Regions from separate parts of the Mus musculus genome. Here region 1 is linked to region 2. Evidence: chromatin contacts called from public promoter capture Hi-C data. All regions are on one chromosome and are shown on one strand. Each heading gives the region's core, a stretch centred on a gene start, on an enhancer-like site or on the middle of the called end of the contact. The rest is flanking DNA. Distances are from core to core; before and after follow the strand shown.

The links. Capture Hi-C pulls out chosen DNA fragments and counts their contacts.
Region 1: a promoter capture Hi-C map of liver shows a contact between it and region 2. The contact joins the promoter of Dhx37 here to the promoter of Aacs in region 2. A contact is called at or near these places in 7 of 39 promoter capture datasets (the C10 cell line, the HPC-7 cell line, embryonic stem cells and 4 more), 2 of 15 datasets of contacts at CTCF or cohesin (CD8 T cells and the NIH/3T3 cell line), 43 of 484 Hi-C or Micro-C datasets (B cells, CD4 T cells, CD8 T cells and 29 more), 20 of 115 datasets of contacts at active chromatin or transcription factors (the 230-238 cell line, CD8 T cells, the HPC-7 cell line and 13 more) and 4 of 9 other capture datasets (adipose tissue, liver, macrophages and 1 more).

What each region holds. Positions count from the first base shown.
Region 1 is chr5:125,432,469-125,436,193 of GRCm38.p6, reverse strand. It overlaps Dhx37 (DEAH (Asp-Glu-Ala-His) box polypeptide 37), which reads left to right and starts at 2,146. Exons shown (of 27, transcript NM_203319.1): 1 at 2,146-2,259. The coding sequence starts at 2,157.
Region 2 is chr5:125,473,998-125,477,387 of GRCm38.p6, reverse strand. Aacs (acetoacetyl-CoA synthetase) reads right to left here and starts at 1,515. Exons shown (of 18, transcript NM_030210.2): 1 at 1,279-1,515. The coding sequence starts at 1,411.

The DNA.
Region 1 (3,725 bases), core at 897-3,396, 42 kb after region 2:
TGTGAGTGCTTTGCCTGTATACCATGGTGATTTACTATGTGCACCGTATGTGTATCTAGTGCTCTCAAAGGTCAGAAGAAGGTACTGAAGTTAGGAAGAGCTGTGAGCCACTATGTGGGAGCTAGAAACTGAAACTGGGTCCTCTGCAAGAGCAGCAAGTGCTCTTAACTACTAAGCCATCTCTCCAGCCCCTTATTATTTATTATTATTCTTGCTTTGTTTTGGTGCAGCAAACTTTATTGATGGTATTCAAGAGAGTAGGAAGGGCTCCCTAAGCCCCTCCTGCTATTATGGGGGTCTGGGGTGGAAATTGTGAGGGAGATGCTCAGTGTTGGGGGCTGAGTTGGGACAGGGATTCATCAGCACCTGAGGGCCTCTCTCTTGCTCTCAGTGTCCTTGCTGGGGTGGGTAGTCCAGGGTTTCTTACTCCTTGGAGGCCATGTAGGCCATGAGGTCCACCACCCTGTTGCTGTAGCCATATTCATTGTCATACCAGGAAATGAGCTTTACAAAATTGTCATTGATGGGAGCAGGGCAGAGGGAGGCCATCAAGCCACAGCTTTTCAGAGGGGCCATCCACAGTCTTCTGAGTGGCAGTAATGGCATTAGACTGTGGTCATGAGCCCTTCCACGATGCCAAATTTGTCATGGATGACCTTGGCCAGGGGGGGCTAAGCAGTTGGTGGTGCAGAATGCATTGCTGACAATCTTGAGTGAGTTGTCATATTTTTCATGGTTCACAAACATGGGGGCATCGGCAGATGGGGCAGAGATGATGATCCTTTGACCCCACCCTTCAAGTGGGCCCCAACCTTCTCCATGGTGGTGAAGACGCCAGTAGACTCCACGACATACTCAGCACCGGCCTCACCCCATTTGATGTTAGCGGGGTCTCGCTCCTGGGAGATGGTGATGGGCTTCCCGTTGATGACAAGCTTCCCATTCTTGGCCTTGACTGTGCCATTGAATTTGCCGTGGGTGGAGTCATACTGGAACATGTAGACCGTGTAGTTGAGGTCAATGAAGGGGTCGTTGATGGCAACAATCTTTACTTTGCCAAGTGCAGCACAGAAGGCAGCCCTGGTAACCAGGTGCCCAATATGGCCAAATCCGTTCACACCAAATCTTCAGCACATATCAAACTTTCAGCATTTTGTCTATGGGACAAGACTGGCACTGCACAAGAAGATGCCAGCTCTTTCTGGAACGGAGGAGAAGAGAGCTATGTTTGCTTTTTGTTGACAGGGTTTCTCTTGTGTATCCCTGGAACTTGCTCTGTAAACCAGGCTGGCTTTGAACTCAGAGATCCACCTGCCTCTGCCTCCTGAATGCTGGAATTAAAGGTGTCTATCCCCTATTTTGGGGATATGGCTATGGCTGATCTGGAAATGTACATACCAGGCTGGTCACAAACTCACAGAAATCTACTTACCTCTATCCTCTGCCTTCTGAGTGCTGGATGGGTTTAAGGGCTCCCACACCTGGTGATTTATTGTATTTTTACGTGTGTGTGTATATGTGTGTGTGTGTGTGTGTGTGTGTGTGTGTGTGTGTGTGTGTGTACGCGCGCGCGCGTGTCTGTGTATTTTTTAACGTGTGTATTTTAGACACATTAGCGCAGTTCCCATGGAGGCCAGAAGATGGCGTCGCATCACCTGGAACGGTTGTGTCACTGCTTTTTTTGTTTTGTTTTGTTTTGTTTTTCGAGACAGGGTTTCTCTGTATATCCCTGGCTGTCCTAGAACTCACTCTGTAGAGCAGGCTGGCCCAGAAACCCGCCTGCCTCTGCCTCCCAAGTGCTGGTATTAAAGAATGCCATTGCTCTAAACGGCTGAGCCATCTCTTCAATTAACAATTAATATTGTTATACAGTTCAAATGTCTCAGATCATATCTGGCAGGACAGTTTGGTCTTAAAACTCAGACTCCTCAGGCACGTCTAGGCCCGGCCCCCTTATTTACATAAGGACCGCCCACAGACAGAGTACGCCGGCCTTTTCCGCTACGACCTCCCTTTCCGGCGCGTCGGGCCTCCAGTTCCGCCCCTCAACTGCTGAGGCGCGGCTCTTGCGCATGCGCAACCCGGAAGTCTCCTAGCCAGGTTCGGTTTCCCTGGGAGCTGGGCTGAGGGAGCCACGCGCGTGGCGCGAGGGAGCCATGGGGAAGCTGCGACGCCGCTACAACGTGAAGGGGCGGCTGCAGGCCGATCCCCGGCCCGCCAAGGGCCCTGAAGCGCCTCCCGTACGGCTGGAACTGGAGGGTGAGAAGCCGGGGACCGGGAGGGTCGCTGGAGTGGGAGCCGGGTTCCACATGACCCGCACAGGGGGCGTGACAGCCGCTCTACCGCGATATGGGGGTACTGCCCGCAGTATGGCGCGCAGATTAGTTCTTTGCATCCACTCCCAGGCCTGTCGGAATCATCTCCTTCCCAGAGACCCGTAAATGTGTGTTTCAGACCAGGCCGGTTAGCGGAGCGCCAGGCTGAGTGTTCGGGTGCTGGGGTGTCTGTGATCACCGGGGACACTGTTTTGGTCTCTGGGAATAGTGACAGCAGAATCGGAGATGGAAAACCCTGTCAACTCCAGGCATGCCTGCATACCCGGAGCCGACAAGCACAGAGAAACGATAAAATGTGTAGTAAATGGCAGTCACTCGGGTAGGTGCTAGAGGGATAGAGCAGAAGATGGGAGAGAGCGGTGTACTGGGGAAAGTAACATGGATAGTAAAATGTCAAAACCTTCTGGAGACCTGGGTGGGGAAACCCAAGGACTAGGGGACATCGGAGTTTGCGAGTTGTATAGATGATTGGGACAATATGGTAGTTCATTCCTGTAACCCCAGCTTAGGAGTTTGGGGTGGGAGGATCCCTACAGGTGTGAGGTCAGCCTGGGTTACATAGTGAGACCTTGTCTTAACAGACAAACAAACAAACAAACAAAAAAGGCTGTGTATATGAGAGAGACAGATAACACTTGTAAACCTAGCTCTAGGGAGTGATACTCATCTGAGGGCACCTGGACCATGTAGCATGTACCAGGCCAGCTTGGTGCTGGCTACAAAGCAGGACATTGCCTCGATCCCCAACTTCTAAAAGAGGAAGTGAAGAGCTATGGAAGACTTAGCAGAAGAGGGACAGGGTGAAAGGTAACGTGTCACCATGGCATATTGGTTGTGCCATTAAGAAAAGCATTACAGGTTGAAGGATGATGGGGAGGGAGGTTGGGGTTGATGCTGGAACGAGTGTTTGGATTCTGATGTATTCCGAAGGAGAGCTGGCTGGAGCTGCTGACTGCTGCTTTGCGCCTAAGCACAAAGGTGATGAGCACGGGCATTGGTCAGGTTGTGGGAGAAGGCAAATGTGGGGTATGAGTACTTGAGGCTCTGCAGACGTTCAAAGGAAAACTGAAAGCTATTGACTCAGCTCTCAAGACAGGCAAGTTCAGGGGAAACACTTTTGTAGATAGATGGCACTTAGGTAAGTCTGATGAATAGAGTTTTGGCTCCCTGAGAAGAGAGAGTCCAGCCCTGAAGGAGAGGGGAGTAGAGGAGAGCAGGGAGGAGGGTGCTGACCCAGAACTTGTGAAAAGGACTCACCTTTTTGGTTGGAATAGCAGAAGGCATGGTCAGGATCAGGCATGGACAGGATCAGGATGGTTCAGGAGGGGGGAAGAGCTAAAGCGATCCAGTAGAATAAAGTATGTTGGGCTGGTGAGATGGCTCAGTGTG
Region 2 (3,390 bases), core at 266-2,765:
TCTACCTCCATCTCCTGGCTCTCCAGCAGCGGGGTGCAGGCGCATAAGCAACAAGGGACTGTGGACAGCCTGGAAGACCAGCAACACAAAAGACCTGCATTTGGAGATTACCCTCCAGCCAGCAAGGGGGTGCACCACGCATAGGGGGCGGGAGAAGGACAGCCAAGTGCTGCTGAGACACTAGGAAGAAGACTCAGAGGGCTGGTGCTCAGGGTGGGAAAAAGAAAAGATTCAGGAAGGATCCGGAGACAGATCCTGGGAGCCAAGACAGACATTGATGCCAACGGAGACAAGGGGATCCCTGCAATTAGAGGGGTAACGGAGGTGAAAATGAAGAAGACAATCAACCAACCAACTCGAACTGAAAACCCCAGGCAAACACCTGAGAAGGGGGGCAGAGCAGGTGGAGGGACTAAGCAAGCCCCATGGATCCCTGGGAACGGCATATGGACAAGAACCTCGCCTGCCAAGGGCCTCTGCCCCACCCATAATCACACAGACCAGGGTGGTGGCTGGAAGCAGGATCTGTTTAGAGCTGGGGTAAGAAAGGACTCTACCTTAATTAACTTTAAAGGAAGGAGGAGGAACGAACTCTGACCTTTTCAGGAACCTGAAATTTCAAGCTGGTCCCTAGCAAAAGGCAGATGGAGGGAGCCTGTCACATGAAACCCGTGAACTCAAAAAGAACTGCAGATAAGGCCCGAAGGAAGCCCCCAACGAATGGAAGTCAAGACCTCAGGAGACATTTCCCAAGCAGGCAAGCCTAGCAAAAGATCGGAGGAACCAGAGGGTGTCTGCCACTTCCAGAGGGTGACTCGCCTGCAGAAAGGGGGCCTCTACAGGCCAGGCGGTGATGCTTCCCAAAACAGTGAAGGAAACATCATCAGAAGACCAGCACCTCCTAGAGGAGGGCCCAGAGCCAGGGGGCTCCCCCAACCCAAAGACAGGGACACTAGCCATCCATCCATCAGAGGCCCACGGCAACATCTAGGAGAACCTCTCTAGAGGGGGACCCCCAAGGCAACGAGGATCCCCCAATCCCTGTGCCATTCATCAAGGTACCTAAGTAGGGAAAGGGAGGGACCTCCCTAGAGGGGTACCCCCAAAGCAGGGGGCTTCCCCGACTGTAAGACAGGAACACTGGTCGGATATCCATCCAACAGAGGCTTATCCCAACAGCTAGCAGGGACCTTCCTAGGGCGGTCCTCCCTGGAGGGAACAGCTTCCGGGAAGGCCCGTGACGGGGGGGGGTGCACTAGCCGCGTGCCCCGTACTCACCAAGCGCCAGGCCGCAGGCGGTACCCACGGCCGCCCGGAAGCGGTCCATCTGCGTGTCCTTCTTGCTGTCAGGCTCCCACATCACCTGGCACTCCATGATCTCCTCGCGCTCGAGCCGCGCCAGCTTGGACATGGTTGCGGAGCTGCGTGGCCGGGGCTGCCGGGCTTTGGCTGAGAGCGGAGAGCGCAAGGCGTGGAGCGGATCAGCGGTGCGCCGACGAACCACAGCGCGAGACTGAACCAGCGCCGGCGCGGCCTGTGGGACATCCGGCCTGGTCACACCCCCAGCAGCCTTCGCCACGCCTCCAGAAAGCCACGCCTCTTGAGACCACGCCCTCTTCTGTAACCCTCCGCCGCGCCGCGCCTGCAAAAGGTGCGCTTGCTGCCAAAAAGAGTGCCTCGCCTGCGCAGGCGCGATAAGCATGTTCCACGCCCTCACTTATTGCACAACTTACCGGGTGTTGCTCTGTTTACTTATTGCCCTCGTTCGTTCGTTCATTCATTCACTTATTCAAATTAAGTTGCTCCTCCAACACTCACTTTAGCTGCGGAGATGTCTTAAGCCTAAAACGCGTGCAGAAGACCTCTAAAATGCGTGTCCGTGTCGCGTGTGCTCACTCACAGGGATGCTGTAGCAGGGATACATGGGGTATATAATGTAACATAAGATACTGAGTGAGTGAGACCTCAAGTCTATCGTCAAGACTGAAAATAAAAGCGTTAAGCACAGGACATTCTGGGGCAAGCCTGAAACCCAGCACTTTAAAGACTAAGACAGGAGGATGACAGTAAGTTCCACTCCAGCATGGACCTCAAAGCAAAACCCTGTAATCGGAATACTTGGGAGGTAGAGGTGGGAGAGGCGTCTGGGCTTTAAGATTATTCTTGTAACAGAGTGAGTTCAAGACTAGCCGGGGCGCCGGGCGTGGTGGCGCACACCTTTCTTTAATCCCAGCACTTGGGAGGCAGAGGCAGGTGGATTTCTGAGTTCGAGGCCAGCAGAGAAACCCTGTCTCGAAAAACCAAAAAAAAAGAAAGAAAAGAAAAGAAAAGAAAAAGACTAGTCCGGGCAAACTTTAAAAAGCCATGTGTTAAAACTAAAAGAAAAGAGAGGGCTAGGGATGTGACTCCATGTTGCTCACAGTGGCTTGCAGGTGACAGAAGGGAGCTTTAGGAAATCTTGCAGGTTTCCGAACAAAGAGAGGAGTCAGTGTCCAGGGCCCCCCAAGCAAGAATACTGTGTCCTGTGGGGTGTGCACGTTCAACTAACTGAAAAGGCCCAGGTCTTTGAAAAGGCCCAGGTCTTTGGTACTATAGCCCTGGAGTAGCAAAGTCAGTGAACGAAACGGTAGCAGCTTAAGTTCGTCCTGGGGGAACATCAGAGATGCTGGCTTTGAATCTGGGGGAGAGCATCAGAAGGTTCCTACAGAGAGAACGCATGCTCAGATCCTACTATGATGAGAACCTTCTGGATGCTAATAGTCTTGTCAGTCCATTTGGTACTTTGCTGTCTACCCAGTGTCTAAAATAACTGAAAACAAGTTAATTTTCTTTCTCTCTTTGTGTGTGTGTGCACATATGCATGTGTGTGCATGGGGGTGGGGGGGCCCACGCTTGCGTTGGTGTGTTTGGAGTTGAGAAGTCAATCATGTCAGAAGTCAATCATGGGTGTCATTCCTCAGTTGACACCCACTTCATTTTTTGTTGTTGGTGGTGGTGGTGATGGTTTTTGTTTGGTTGGTTGGTTTTTTGGGATTGGTTGGTTTTTCTTTTGTGAGACAGGGCCTTCCTATGTATCTTCACTAGCCTGAAATTCACTCTGTAGACCAGGCTGGCCTTGAACTCACAGAGATCTGTGTGCTTCTGCCTTCCAAGTGCTGGGATTAAAACTGTGTGCTACCACCATGCCAGGCTCCCTCATTGTTTTGTTTTGTTGGGGGTGTTTGTTTGTTTGTTTGTTTGTTTTATGTGTATAGGTGCTTTGCCTGAATATATGTTTGTGTAGCATTGGCATTCCTAGTGCCCATGGAGATCAGAAGAGGATTTTGGATATATCTGGAGTTATAGATGGTTGTGAGCCACCATGGGAATGCTGGGAATGAGTCCTGGATC